2 separate regions of the Capra hircus genome follow, and region 2 is linked to region 1. The links are chromatin contacts, called in public Hi-C maps. All regions are on one chromosome and are shown on one strand. The core of a region is the stretch at or near the end of the contact, and the rest is flanking DNA. Distances in the headings are between cores, read along the strand shown. Region 1 overlaps RNF216 (E3 ubiquitin-protein ligase RNF216). Region 2 has its middle 19 kb from the start of FSCN1.

Region 1 (7,456 bases), core at 2,318-4,817:
TTGATGCCTCCAAGATAGTTAACATCCCAGCCTGCATGCTCTGTCCTCCAGGGCTCACCCTGGATTGACCTTCAGATCAGTCTCTTTTTACGTGAGACCCAGTTCTGCAGTGCTTCGTTATCTAGGCTTCAGCTCCTTAACCATAGAAGGGGAGAAAGGAGTACGTGGGGGCAGTCATAGAAACAGCAGTAAGGAAAAAAACCATCTGGCCAAACGTGAGGACTCCAAGGGCCCAGCAGCCCTCGAGTGGGGTAAGGATGGCTGTGGTGGATGCCTGTGGCTTTGCTGGTAACAGCTCAGAGCGACTGGCATATACTGAGACCATAATGCGAGTTACCAACAAAAGGGTGAATTGTGTCCTCGTCACTCTTAAGAAGTTCCTCCCAAATGGTTAAAAAGTGAAAAGGGCATGCTTCATTCACGTTGCTGCAGATAGCATTATGTCATTCTTTTTGCAGCTGAGTAGTGTTCCGTTGTATATGTGTGTGTGCACCGCGTCGTCTTTATCCGCCCATCTGCCAGCGGACACTTGGGTCGCTTCCATGCCTTGGCTTTTGTGAACAGTGCTGCTGTGAACCTTGGGGGTGTGTGTATCTTTTCAAAGTAAAAGTTCCTGTCTTTTCTGGATATATGCCCAAGAGTGAGATTGCTGGATCATTTGATAACTCTCTTTTTTAGTTTTTTGAGAAACCCCCATTCTGTTCCCCATAGAGACTGTATCAATTTACCTTCCCTCCAACAGTGCAGGAAGGTTCCCTTTTGTCCACACCCTCTCCACCGTTTATTATTTGTAGACTTGTTGGTGATGGTCATTGTGACCGGTGTGAGGTGACACCTCATTGTAATTTTGATCAGCGTTTCTCTAATAGTGATGTTGAGCATCCTTTCATGTGCCTGTTGGTCATCTGTCTTTGGTAACTTTTAAAGTTGTTCCTCTCCCTTCTCATGTCTTTAACCCATTTTTATATCAGATTTTTGTTTTTACTTCCCAGTTTTTGCCGGTTCTCTGTGCGCTCTAGATATTAATCTGCTTTCGGTCTTAAGTGTCCCAGATATCTCCCAGTCAGTCACCCGTCTGTTGCCCTGTCTGCGGTGTCTTCCCTGGGATGACACTACTCCGTTCACTCAGTTTGCCTTTGTAGTGTGTGCTTTTGGGGATGTGTTTGAGAAGTCCTCTCCTCACGAAAGAGCAGGTATTCGGCTGTGTTCTCTTCTGTCAGGTGTAACATCTGAGAAGGTGTGGCTTCTGGTCAACGCCTTCCCTGTCTAGAGAGCCTGCCTGGCCTGTGCAGCACGGCTGTCAGTCCAGGTCTCTTTGGGGATGACTGTTCATTTTATTACAGTTATGTTCAGCTCATGGGCTCCTCTGCTAGGGTGTGAACCTCTGTGGGGTGGGAAGGAGGGGGCGGTACAGGCTGAGGGAGCAGCCACGCCGCCTTCGGGAGACACAGGCCACTGCAAGGGGCCTGCGGGGCCTCCTTCTTTGGAAACTTCTGCTCCTCAGGCGAAGGGCCGGGGTCAGAGACCTTTGTGAGCCATCCTGCCCAGCGTCCACCAAGGGTGTTGGGAACCCTGAGTCCTGCCCCTGGTGCTGGGACCACTGCCAGCTGTACAGAGTGCCCCCTGGAACCGCACCCACCTTAGACTCAGCCCTTCCACTGAGCGGCCCAGGTCTGAGGCCCCTCCTTCCTCGTGTGCTCAGACCTTCCGGCGCCGCCTCTGCCTGGTCTTGAAGCCCAGCTGCATACACCTCCCCGCCTGCTGCTGGACCAGACACGGGGGAGAGGTGCCCAGGTGGCCTTCATTCCTGCTCAGGCCTGCATGGCGGGGTCTGGTTTCTCTGCTTTTCTGGTGTACAGTGCATCTGTAAGTCATCCTCTAAAGAAGCTTTTTGGTGTTTGAATGGATGGATGACTGACTGAATCCTAAGTTGATGGCTTTCAGATTGTTTTGACTGTGACTTATAGTAGGAATATATGTTACCATAAAATCAGTGCAAACATAAACATGTATATGTATAACCAAAGCAATAGTTTTACGAAATAAATACCTGGCATATGGAATGCACTCTTGTATCTTTTCTGTTCTAGTTTTTTTAAAATCCACTTACTGTATTTTACTAAAATAATTTCATAACCCACCAATGGATTCTAGTCCATAGTTGTACGAATCATAGCTGTGAGGAGCTGGTTCCCCAGACTTGCCTTGTGTTTCTCGTCTACTGTGAGCAGAGCCCTTTGGGCTGGGCTTAGTCACAGCCTCTGCCCACCCGCCCTTTCAAAGCTGTGAGCACAGCACGAAGCCCGAGAGACCTGGGGCCCAGGTGGAGGTGTGGCTCCAAGACCTGTGAGTTTGCCAGGGAGGGGGCCAGTGGAGGGGGTTTGAGGACTTCACTCACTTAAGTCCTTTTTCAGAGAACCCTCTTTAACCTGTTTACTCTGGGTGCGTGCCAGAGTCCTAACCACTGTCTCCCAGGCCCCAGACACCCCGCCCTTCTTCAGCCCAGTGGCCTTTCCACCTCCCTCCTTGCTATTCCCATGGCCTGGAATCCCTCCCCCCAGACATCACAGAGCCTACTTCCTCTTCTCTGTTAGGTCTTTGCTTAAATACACCTTCTCAGAGAAGCCCTCCCCTGCCACCCACTTTCAAATTATGAACAGCAGCCCTCTCTGCAACGCAGCACCATATTTTCCTCCTGAGCACCTATAATCTTGTCTCACTGTGTGTTTTACTTATATGACATATGGTGACCTTTCCCTGAGTAACTTCTGGGAAGGTAGGCAACTTGTATCTGTCCGTTTTATTCCCCATTACCGAGCGTAGTCATCAGAGTATATTAGGATGTGCCTGCTGGCGTGCCGCGGGTGTTGCTGATATCGTCCCCATGGTTCTGTTCAGTGGACATTCTAGAGAAAGTCATACCTGAATAACTATTAATTCTATGAGGAAATTGGTGTTTTGTGGTTATTTCAATAAAGATAAAATTGGACTTCTATTATTCCTGGACACCCGGGAGTAATTTACATTTACATTACATCCCACTGTTTCTTAGAAGTCCTGGCTGCGTAGTACAGTAAAAAGCAGGCAGCCATGGCCTTAGTATAATGGCCTTTCCCAGTCAGTGTTTCAGTGTTACCCTCTCCTAGGGAAGATCCCCTGGAGAAGGAATTGGCAACCCCACTCCGGTATTCTTGCCTGGAAAATTCCACAAACAGAGGAGCTTGGTGGATTACTGTCCGTGGGGTTGCAGAGTGGGACCCAGCTGAGCACACCCAGCGCTCTCCCGGGCAGCCCAGCTCTCGCCATGAGTCTCCGTGCCTTCACAGCTTCCTGTCCCTAGGGGGCAGCAGCAGCACAGAAACCAGATATGAGCCGCCTGTTCTGATTTGTCACCTGATCTCGGTGAATCCGGAGAGAAGGGCTGTTTGGCTTCCTTCTAAGCTGCAGGAATGAGATTTGGAGGTTTCCTTTTTCAGAGTCTCTTTCTGTGCATAGATGTGGTAGGGTGTGCACCCAGTGCGCACGTTTTAAATTCCTATAGTTCTGTGTGTGTGTCCATCCAAGAAAAGGAACACTGTGGAGTCTTCCCCAGAGAAACCCATTCTGCAGTAACGTTGCCCAGAGCTGTTGCCTGGCCACACCCATATTTTAATTTCTGCATTCAAAAATCAAAAGGTTCTTCTGTCTCAGAGAGATTATTTAATTTGAAGGATAGTGAGAAATCTCTTAGGCGAGCTTGGCTTCTTGTAGAGGCATGATGTAATCCAATAATTATAAGACATCACCAAAAGAATTAATGTTTTAATTTTGTTCATCCTTAAGAAAGGTAGGCCCAGGCAGGCTGGACTTGTCTTGTTGGGGTGAGGGGTGGGCAGGAGGAACCTGTGATCTGACCTCAGGTGGCCACTGACCTTCTACACGCCCTGGGAAGAGCCTGACTGACTGTGATTTGAGTCCTAATCCTTCTGAACTAGAGGTTCTCACAGGCAGTGTACTTGGTGAAGCTCCTTTCATTGGAAATGAAGAGAGATCCGTTTCCACATATGGAAGCTATAGGAGAAAATTGACCAAGAATATCTTACTTTAAATGCATGCAGTACTTCCTCAAGCACCTTCTGCAGGCACCTGGCCGTTGACTTCTTGGTAGTAACCTATCTGTAAGCTGTGTGCATTAGCTTGGGGAAGGGTTTTAAGGAGCAAAGAAAGGAATGCAGTGCGAAAGGCATAACCCGTATCCTTAAGGCATAAACTCTGATGGACTAACTTGAAGTTGTCCCACGTGTAACTTGACTTTGTCGTAAAACCATCACCACATTTTGTGTAATTTTAAAGAAAAAGATGTGATAGGGTTCTTTGGGGGCGAGATCAGTTTACCTGGAGGTTCCGTTGTGCCTTTTCCCACGTGAAATGCAGAAGCCCCCAGAACAGGGCAGGCTAGCCGCATTTGTAGCTCTTCATGGAGCAGAGTGTGCTTTGTCTTGCCCACCGTCGTCTCTGTAGTTTTTCATCCGTTCAGCCCCTTGTGTGTGTCAGACCTAGTGCCAGGCCCTAGAAATCCGAAGATAATTGAGACATAATGTGGAAGATTATAGGCTCCTTTCAGTCTGGACTTTCTGCTGCCCTAGTCACCGGTGGATCCCCGTGTGGCTCACAGCAGGCACTCAGGGGATGGCATTTTTTAATAGATGGACCCTCCGCTCCAAGCCTGTGTGTAGTGATTAGCAGGGCATAGACTATGCCTTCAAGGAGTGCCTGACCCCTTGGAGATGTGATGTAATCAGATAATCACAAGGCACTATTAAAGGTTCTGTAATAGCATTGAAGCCAAGGGCTCTGGGAGTGCAGAGAAAAAGTACCAGCTTCTGACCAAGTCAGTTGGGTTTCCCGGAACCCCTAGTATTTGAAATGAGAGCTGATGAGTACGTGTTGCCAGCAGAGAAAGGACACCTCAGCAGAGCTTCGTGAGGCTGAAGTGTCAGGCGTGGAGCCCTGGCAGGAGGCCAGCGGGCTAGCCTGAGTGCTGGCTCGGAACAGGTGCGCCCTGAACAGCGGCTTGTCTAAGCGTCTCTCCTGCACCGTCCCGCTCCCCCTCCTCCAGCAGATGCCCTTCAGCCGTGAGCTGCAGCACCGCCTCGCACACCTCCCTGCACTTCTGCCCTTCGCCTGGCTTTAGTTCCCCAGATGTTCCCTGTCTTCTGACAGGGCGGACATTTTACCTGTGTGGTGGTCCGCCCACTGCCCCCCACCCCAGAATATAGACTCTAGGAGGGCGGGGACTTCGTTTGTTCACCGGCAGATTGCTGAGAACAGTGCTGGTCCCCGTGGCAGCTCTTGGCGAAGGAGGAGCGGGGAGGTGTCCCTGCTCCGCTCAGTGCAGAGCGCTCCAGGGCAGCCTTGTGGTGGCCATGGTCTCAGCCACTGCCACCCGCAGGTCCTCACCCCTTCTGGTCCTGGCCGCCTCTGGGGAAGTGAGTGGCAAGTATTTGCAAAGGAAGGACCAGGTCATTGGTAGTTGGTTCTGGTGTGGAAAGCTCATGTGTGTACATCTAATAGGAATCTCAGGACACACTTTCAGACATGAAGCTGGTAGAAAGCGGCAAGAGCAGCTACTTCCTCACACGTGTCCAGCCCGGGATTGCCCTGTGGTTCGCGGATTCCTATCATTATTATTAAGAAGCCGTGTCCTTGGGTTTACTCCTAGTCCATCCTGCCTCTTCATGGGTCCTTCCCAGCTCTCCAGGAAACGGGGGAAGCAGGCATCCTGTGCAACTGCAGCTGGGTGTCCACACCTCGGTGCCGCGATGCCCAGGATTCTACATGACCTCGCTGACCCTTCCTCTGTGGTTTCCCCTACATAAGATGCTCATACCCTCATGCCCTTGGGTTTCCAGTGAGCAGTGACCTGTTCTTGCTCACAACACCATGCCAGGAGGCAGTGAGAACAGAGTGGGAAGCAGGAATGGATTTGAGCAGACTTGAGTGCATAGCTTAATAACCTTATGAACAAGTTAATTTGCCTCTCTGAGCCTTCCTTTTCTCATTTACTTAACCAAAAAAAAAGGAGGGGGTGAATAATGGCCAAGTAGTATTGCTGTGAAGACTGAATAAAATGTGTATGTGAACAGCCTGTACCGGAAGATGTGTAAGTCTGAAACCTTGAGCCAGGGAAACCTTGAGTGGGATATCTGAGTTTGAGACACTTTTTAAAGATGGTCCCTACCGTATAGATGACATTTCAATGAGAAACTCATCAAAGAGCCAAAGCTGAAAAAAACAAATCTCCTTTGTAAAGTCAAGTCCCTTTCTGAAATCATGTAGGGAAACTGGCCCTCTTATTCCTGACCAGAAATGACAGACGTGTAGCCGTTTGCCAGTCACATATCAGCCTCACTGCTGCAGGCTCATCGCTGGCCCCGCTGGGTTAAGGAACAGAGTCGTGGAGGGCTGTGGAAGCTCGGAGAAGGCAATGGTGCCCACTCCAGTCCTCTTGCCTGGAGAATCCCATGGGCGGAGGAGGCTGGTGGGCTGCAGTCCATTGGGTCGCTAAGAGTCGCACACGACTGAGCGACTTCACTTTCACTTTTCACTTTCCTGCATTGGAGAAGGAAATGGCAACCCACTCCAGTCTTCTTGCCTGGAGAATCCCAGGGATGGTGGAGCCTGGTGGGCTGCCGTCTGTGGGGTCACACAGAGTTGGACACAACTGAAGTGACTATGGAGAAGGCAGTGGCACCCCACTCCAGTACTCTTGCCTGGAAAATCCTATGGACGGAGGAGCCTGGTAGGCTGCAATCATGGGGTCGCTAAGAGTCGGATACGACTGAGTGACTTCACTTTGACTTTTCATTTTCATGCATTGGAGAAGGAAATGGCAACCCACTCCAGTGTTCTTGCCTGGAGAATCCCAGGGACGGCGGAGCCTGGTGGGCTGCTGTCTATGGGGTCGCACAGAGTCAGACAGGACTGAAGTGACTTAGCAGCAGCAGCAATTAGGCCCAGAACTGAATCCAGACTCTAGGGCTTGTTCTCCAAGTTGTTTACAGGGCCCTTGTCCTATGTGTGTTGAGGGTGGGGGGGGTGGTCCCTGCAAAGTCCTGCCGCCTAGCAAGGCATCCCTCCCTCCGCCATGAGCAGCCAGAATGGTCTTTTAAAAATGTAAATTAGATCATTGCGCTTCCCACCCATCACCCTGGCTTTCCAAATACCTCCCTCCTCCTCTAGTGGCTGCACCAGGGTTAACCACTGTCCACTCTCAGCTCTCCCCCTTGGGCTCCAGCTAATACCAGCTCCCTCTGCCCCGCAGATGAGACAGGCCATCCCCCACCCCCATGCCAGAGCCCTCCCCCCTGCTCCTCCCTCTGCCTAGAGCACCCTTCCCCCAAATCCGGCTCACTCTGCTCATCCCTGAGGGCTCAGCTTCAGCACCATATCCTCAGGCTTTCCTGGTCCCTGGGCT
Region 2 (7,456 bases), core at 1,322-3,821, 75 kb after region 1:
CAAGAGAAGCCCCCGCAGGGAGCAGCCCACACACGACAGCTAGCGAGTAGCCCCCACTCGCTCCAGCTAGAGAAAAGCCTGGGCAGAAATGAAGACCCAGAGCAGCCAATAATAAATAAATAAAGAATTTTTAAAAAGTGCACACTTAGGAGTTTTCCAGATACAGCGAGAAACAGAGAAGACATCTTCCTTCCTCTCCCCTTTGGCCCTTCTTTCATTTCCCTTCTGGAACAAATGAGTCCTAAAGCCACTGGCCGAAGCAGAGCACAGTGGGCTTCCACAGCTCCCATGTGGGGTGCGCAGGAGTGGGGGCCTGAAGCTGGGCGGCAGAGGGTGGTGACTATGCCTTGCATTGACCGTGGAGGTGCCAGGGGGGTTTGGATTTTCGTGTTCAGGAGAGAGCATGGAGAGGCCCCGGGGACAAGCGAGGGAAGCAGAGAAAACAGGAGGAGGGTCCCTCCAGGAGGACAAGGCCACCCACGGGCTGGGGACACAGGGACAGCCCTGACCCCTCCCCTGGAGATATGCCACATGCCTCCAGCCTGAACCTAGGGGTCCTGGCCAGTGTTCCCACTACCCGCCCACCCTCGCCCAGAACTACGGAAGCACCGACGGCTCTGAGAGAGTTTAAGGCGCTTTCAGGAAGTCTGAGGTCCTGACGCCCACCCACACCCTCTGCTGGTCCCTGCTGGGCACAGGGAGGCTCCACCCTGTCTGCCCCTGCCTGGCATGCCCTGAATGTCCCCCACACCCATCCTTCCTAGGGCAGCCTGGACACTCACCCCGCCCTGCCCTCCTGGCTCCGGCGGTCCCATAGCACAAGACCCACGGGCCCCATCAGCTGCTCCCTCGGAACCCTTGAGCCGAGGTGCTGCTCCTCCGGGATTCCCGCTGACGGTCTGTGGACTTGGGCCCCTCACTCTGCACAGTCCCACAGGTACTGCTCATCCAACCCCGAGAGTGTGCCTAGCACTGGGCAGGGTCTCTTCTCATCCTCACGGTTTATCATCCCATTTTACAGATAAGGCAAGTTTCAAGGAGATTAAACTTGCCTGGGAGGTGGAAGTGGGAACAAAGCCTGTACACGCTCTCTAGACACCACTGCCAAGTTTCCTTACGAAAATCCCCTTCTCCAGACAAGAAAATCTAAAAATTACACATGGGGTTTGCATGTATGGCTTGCCTTATGTATCAGTTGGATGGTGCTATTCCTTGGGAGCAAGTAAATCGCTGATAAAAAAATAAAATTCTAGGACTTCCCTGGCAGTCCAGTGGTTCTGACTCCGTGCTCCCACTGCAGAAGGCGCAGATTTGACACATAGACGGGAGGGGAACTCAGACCCCATAGGCTATGTTGGCTCAGCCAACAAAAAGAAAAGAAAGTTATGTACAAAGAACCTTGAGTTCTTCAGAGCTGCATTAAAATGGCTCATGTTCTGACCCTAAAAAGCAAATAAAATTTAACTGCCTCCTCCAGGCTGACTGCCTGGCTGGGGTCATCCTTGTCTCATCCTGAAGACCCTTCTGGCGACTTAACTGCTGAGTCTTAGGTGTGTGGGGAGGAGGCACAGATGATCACACCATCCACAGGCTTCTCCCTCTCTTCCCACAGCTCATTATTATTTCCTGGCTACTCTTGACTGCTGTGTGACTTGAGGCGGGTTACCTACTCTCTCTGAACTTCAGTTTCCTCAATAGTATCAGCTTCATAATCAAGTAACCTGTAATCACTGAGTCCACCCATCCCCACCCCAGCACAAGGGGCAAGGAGGCGAAACAACAGAAGGACGGGGCCTAGAGGGTAAGCTCCTAGGCGGGAACGGAGCCAGGCTTGGGGAGTGAGGGGGTGCGAGGTCTGGGTAAGGAGACCCAGGTTTTCCCCAAGGTGGAACCCCCAAGTCTGCACGTCTGAGGTTCACAACAACCTCGACCCCAGTTATTATTACAACACCTAGGTTGTGACTCATGCGGGGCGCCGAGATCAGGGTGAGGCTGGGCTCGTAGCCTGGGGACCCAGCCCCCCAGATTCCTTGGGGGTTTTGCGGTGGGGATGGGCTGAGCCAGTCCCTGTCTTTGTGCGGGAGAGGGCGTGGCCTATTGAAGACGGACCAATCCGGGGAGGCCGAAGGTCTGGAAGGCCACTGGGGAGGCCGTGGCTGGGTCGTGGGCGTGGCCAGGAGGGGAAGGGGGCGGGACTCCTGCCTGGGGCCGTAGTTGAGGGTCCTTTGGGGGTCCTCTGAGGCCGCGGGGCGACCCCGGGGAAAAGGAGGGACCATGGGAGGGCGCAGTGCGGGGGGGAAGGGGGCCTGGGATCCAGCGGTGGAATCTGGGCGAGCAGAGGCGCCGCCGCCGGCGATGGGGGAGCCCCCGACTCTGGGCGCGACTAGGAAGGGGGCGCCCCCGGGTCCGCGAGGTGCTGCGGGGACACGCCCTGCCCACCCTAGGGGACCCCGCGTCCCTCACCCCGCCCCCCGCCCCACCCCGAGTCCTTCCTCCCTTGGCAACTCCCGCTTCCAGATCGCTTCCCGCCCCGGCCGAGTCCCGGGACGGCCCTTCCCAGCCCCTTCCGCGCACAGCCTCCCCTCCCCCGCTCGCTTCCTGCGGGCGGAGGCGGCAGTTCGCGCAGCTGGAGGTGCGGGGAGCTTGGAGGCTCCTGGCAGGGCCTGACTGCCTTCCTTGTGGGTGTGGTTCCCGCAGTCCTCCCCAGCAGCACCCTCATCCAGAGCCCCTTCTGTCCTCCACCCTCCACACCTCAGCTATTGCAGTCCCCTCCCAGCCAGACAGACCCCAAGGCTGGGTGATGGCCGCATCCTCAACCGCCTAAAGAATTTCCTTGTCAGTCTCTCCTTTCCGCCTCCACTATGCTTCCCAGGCAGGGCTCCTACCCCACATCCAACCCTCCCCTTCTTTTTAAGGACAGCTGAGGGTTTTCTTGGTGGCTCAGATGGTAAAGAACCTGCCTGCAATGCAGGAGACCCGGGTAGATCCCTGAGTTAGGAAGATCTCCTGGAAAAGGAAATGGCAACCCACTCCAGGATTCTTGTCATGGAGAGTGAAGCCTGGCAGGCGACGGTCTGTGACGGGGCTAACGCATGCCCCGCACACAGGTTTTCTTTCCGCTCTGTGCTCTTCCTCTCGACTCCTGAGCCGGGGCCACCCCCTGACCTCCCCATCCACAGTCATTGCTTCAGGGATGGGCCCGACCTCAGTTGCTCAATGTGGAGCGACCCGGGGCATGCTTGGCACCCTGGCCCAGAGCACTGCCGTCTGCCCCAAGTCACCGTGCCCTGTGGATGTGCCACTTGGACCTGCAGCAAGCATTTGGCCATCCTGTAGGCAGAGCTGACCCATGGGGGAGAAGACAATGCTTAGAGAGTCAGAAGTTGAGCCAGAGCCCCGATCATACCATCCCTGACATCCCATTACCTCTAGATGGCTACGGAAGCCGTATTTGCTGTTCTAGAAAAGATGCATTGGATTCTCCATTTCTTGCAATGTGAAGATGTTCACTGACATGTTAGCCCATCAACCCTGGGGAGATAATTCTCATTTTACAGGCAGGGAGACTGAGGGTCACAGTGGCTAATGTCCTCAGTTCACTCAGGAGAGCCGGCAAAACTGGGACTAGCAGTGAGGCTTTCCTGAACCCTTTGGAGTGCTGTTTGGGCTAGATGTGTGTGATACTGGAGTGGGTTGCCATTTCCTCCTCCAGGGGATCTTCCCTCTCCAAGCATTGAATCCATTGAACCCATGTCTCCTTCAGTGGCAGGCAGATTCTTTCCCAGGGAGCCGCCTAGGAATCTCATTCTCTTAGGAGATCACAAGTCCTTTCCAAGCTCTTGACCACTAGTTGCTTATCAGTTCTTTCTTCCCCAGGGGCTGAATCCATTTCAGTTGAATGGCATCCAGTTGAAAGGAGGAGGTGGGTTGGGGAGGGGGATTCCCAAATTCCCAACAGCAGGCGGAAGCAACCACAGGTCCCCCTCCACCCTGTCCTCTGCCCCACTGGAAACTTGAAAGCCCAGAGAGGGGCCAAATTTCCCTGAAATCACACAGCACCTTGGAGGAGCTGGAGACTGTGGCTGCTTTAAGTCCTTCTGAACCCAATTGTCACTAGCTTTATGGGGTCCCTAAGACATTTGGACCAGAGTGGAGCTATTTAGCTCTTGAGAGTCCCTTAGACTGCAGGGAGATCCAACCAGTCCATCCTAAAGGAAATCAGTACTGAATATTCATTGGAAGGACTGATGCTAAAGCTGAAACTCCAATACTTTGGCCACCTGATGTGAAGATCTGACTGAAAAGACCCTGATGCTGGGAAAGACTGAAGGCAGGAGGAGAAGGGGACGACAGAGGATGAGAGGGTTGGTTGGCATCACTGACTCAATGGACATGAGTTTGAGCAAGCTCTGAGAGTTGGTGATGGACAGGAAATTGCTGCAGTCCATGGGGTCACAAAGAGTCGGACATGCGAGCGACTGAACTGAACTGGGGCTACTGTACGGGTGGGAGTGGACTGGAGTGGGGGTCTTGGGTATATATTTGGAAGGTAAAATCAATCTTGGGGGATGGAGGAGATTGTCAGAGCAAGAAGATGTGGTCCAACCCTTTGGTTAAGGAAATTGAGGCAAGAAAGAGTGAAAACTGTTCCCAGTCTTGGTATGTGCCAGGGCCCAGCTGGGTACCCATCTCTCCTGTGTCGGAAAGATTATCTGAGACCTAGAAATGAGGCCCAGAGCAGGCGTTGCGTATAAGGAGCCCACTCCGTTAACTGACTCTAGCAAACTTCTGTTTGCCTTGCTATTTACTTTTAATTAAGGGCTCAAACTTGGTGAAGTTACAGGTTAACTTGTAGATTTGTGTCTGAGACAAAAGATAACACCAAAGGTTACTCCTAGGACACTAGTCAAGTTTTGGTGGTTTGTGAAATCAAATTTAGGAATCTTTTTAATTTATTTATTTGCTTATTTTTGCATAAGCTTTTCTCTAGTTGCAGAGAGTGGGGGCTTCTCTGTAGTTGTGGGGCCTGACCTTCCCGTTAGGGTGGCTTCTTTTTGCAGAGCACAGACTCTAGGTCCACAGCCATCTGGGCTGTACGGCCCAGGCTCAACAGTGGAACCTACGAGGCTAGCTGCTCCGGGGCGTGTGGAATCCTCCCAGACCAGGGGTCGCACCCATGCCTCCTGGCGATCCTGGCAGGCCGATTCTTTACCACTGAGCCACTAGGGAAGCCAGGAATTTAGGAATCTCCTCCTAGTATTTTTTTAAGTGATTATATAAACCCCAGGTCCACAAATGCTCTTTGTGTCAATGTTACCATTTTACTGTTCCCTCATCAATGAGTTGAACGAAATCTTTCACAAATATTCATTTTCTAATTGTATGAGAGTCATGATCTTAGCTTTTTGGAAATCATACTTTGACACCTGCCCACCAGCACAGGGCATTTCTACCTCCTGACCTTGATCAAGTCTCCGCAAGGTGGGGGGTGGGGGGCAGGCAGTCAAGGCCTGGTTCTTCCTCAGTGCTCACCACCCCCCTACACACACGACTCCGAGGCCACCCTAGCACCTGTGCTAAGGCCTCGCCTATGCCTGCCTTTCTTTCACGGCCGTGCTAATTCCTAGCTCCGGTGCGCAGGGCCTTTTGGTTCGCATGCAACTCTTTAGTTGCAGCATGTGGGATCCAGTTCCCCAACAGGGATCGAACCTCGGGCCTCTGCATTGAGAAGGTATGGAGTCTCAGGCACTGGACCACCAGGAAAGTCCCTTTCTATGCCTTTCTGGCCCAAAAAGCTGGGAGGCTGCCCCTGGTCCGGCACCCCACAGACACAGTTCCTGGTCTCCATCTGCCAGGAAATGTCCAGTGGCCGTTGGCAGGCAGCTTCAAGCCGAGGCCCCAGATTTTGTCTCAAGGGCCTTGGAGAGCTACGGATGATGTTGGGTTGGGGGAAGACAGGCCGGCTGGTTGTGTCCCCAGGGTGATTTCTCAGTATCTGTTCATCAGAGTGCAGTGCCAGCGGGGCCAGGATACCACGCTGATGGATCACCACCTTCCATGTCCCTGAGGCCAATCTGAGACAAACCGTGGCCAGTCCCAAGCTGGGTGAGGCTAGGCCATCGCCCACCCCCATCAGACTCCACTTGCAAAATTCCACCCTCTTACCCAGGAAATGAACTGTAAAAATTCTGTACTTGTTGGAACCAGTCCCACCTTCCAGCCTAGAATTCCCCCTCCCCTCTGCTCCACATCCTACTCACCTTTCCAGGCCGTGTTTAAACCGCCCTACTCCGATAAGCATCCTAATCAGTTATCTGTCAGAGGCTCCAGACCCCAATTCAGGATGAGGCCTGTTCCGTTGTAACTTGACCACATAAATACATATGTGTATTTACTCTTATTTTGCATTTTTTGAACGCAGTACTTCTGGCGGGGTCAGAGGGTGGGTATCCAAAGGGCTTCTCCGTGGGCCTGGGGTGGCCTCCCGAGCGCCCCTCTTCCCTAGGACACGTCCAGCCCCTCCCAGCTTGGCGTGGCAGGCGCGTCTCCAGCGCCACCTGGAGGCCGCCAGGCGGCCCGCAGCCCGGTCGGTTGGTGGAAAGGGCAGTGGGGTTCTTGCGGGCTGCAGGGGAGGCGGTCCCTAAGAGGGAACAGGCCGTACATTTTGTCTTGGTGGTGGTGGTAGCCTTCTCTAAGGAAGGCAAGTTGGAGCTGGGCCATGAAGTACACTTACTCACCTTCTCAGTCCGGCCACCCCGGGTGGTGGACAGTGTGCAGCTTCCTCTAGCAAGTCTCATTCTTGAGGGTGTTATATATACCCATTTTATGCATCGGAAAACCGAGGCTCAGTTCTTAGAATCTTTGCACCAGGGCCCCCAGTCCAGTGCTCAGACCTTCTTATCTCAGCCTGCCCTGGCCCCCTCCCCTCACCCACCCAAATGCCAAGTGCGACTTTATGACTGAATGCGACTTAGCCACCGAGCACCAGCATGAGCGTGCTTACTGAATGGCTCCCTTTATTTAGGGGAAGAAGTTAGTCCCAGAGAGGCCCTGACCCGGCTGAGTCACTCAAGGAGCCCGGACTGGGCCAGCTCAGCTCCCCGCCAAAGGCCTGGGCCTCCGGGACTGAAAAGAGAGCCGTCTCCCCCCCGCACCCCAGTTCCTTCCAGGACGCCCCACCTCCACCCAAGTCTGGGCTCAAGGATGAGGGGGTCCCCGAGGATGCGGAGAAGGCCCCGCCCGGTCTCCCCGCTCCCTCCCTCTCTCCCTGAACCCTCGGGCTGTACGCCCACGGCTACCCCCCCTTCCTCCGCTCCCGCGGGTCCCTCCAGAAGCCCAAAGCGGGGATGTGGGTTGGGGGCGGGTGGAGAACTCCGGGGTGGGTGCGGCCAGAGCTCGGGGGTGGGGCCTCTGTGCGGGCAACACCCCCTCCCCAGCCTATTCGGAGCATCCCTCC

The links. A called contact is a pair of places that touch in the nucleus more often than the background predicts.
Region 2: a contact with region 1 is called in a Hi-C map of blood, with 2.8 times the contacts expected there. The contact joins two enhancer-like sites. A contact is called at or near these places in 2 of 5 Hi-C or Micro-C datasets (both in blood).

Annotation. Positions count from the first base shown.
Region 1 is chr25:39,557,089-39,564,544 of ARS1.2, forward strand. The region is part of intron 13 of RNF216 (E3 ubiquitin-protein ligase RNF216); the gene reads left to right. Among named protein-coding and RNA genes, the nearest start is that of FSCN1, 57 kb to the right of the region's middle. Within about 2 kb of position 3,568, at least 3 of the 5 cell types and tissues checked have an H3K27ac peak or open chromatin away from gene starts, as enhancers often do.
Region 2 is chr25:39,633,065-39,640,520 of ARS1.2, forward strand. No RefSeq gene overlaps it. Among named protein-coding and RNA genes, the nearest start is that of FSCN1, 19 kb to the left of the region's middle. Within about 2 kb of position 2,572, at least 3 of the 5 cell types and tissues checked have an H3K27ac peak or open chromatin away from gene starts, as enhancers often do.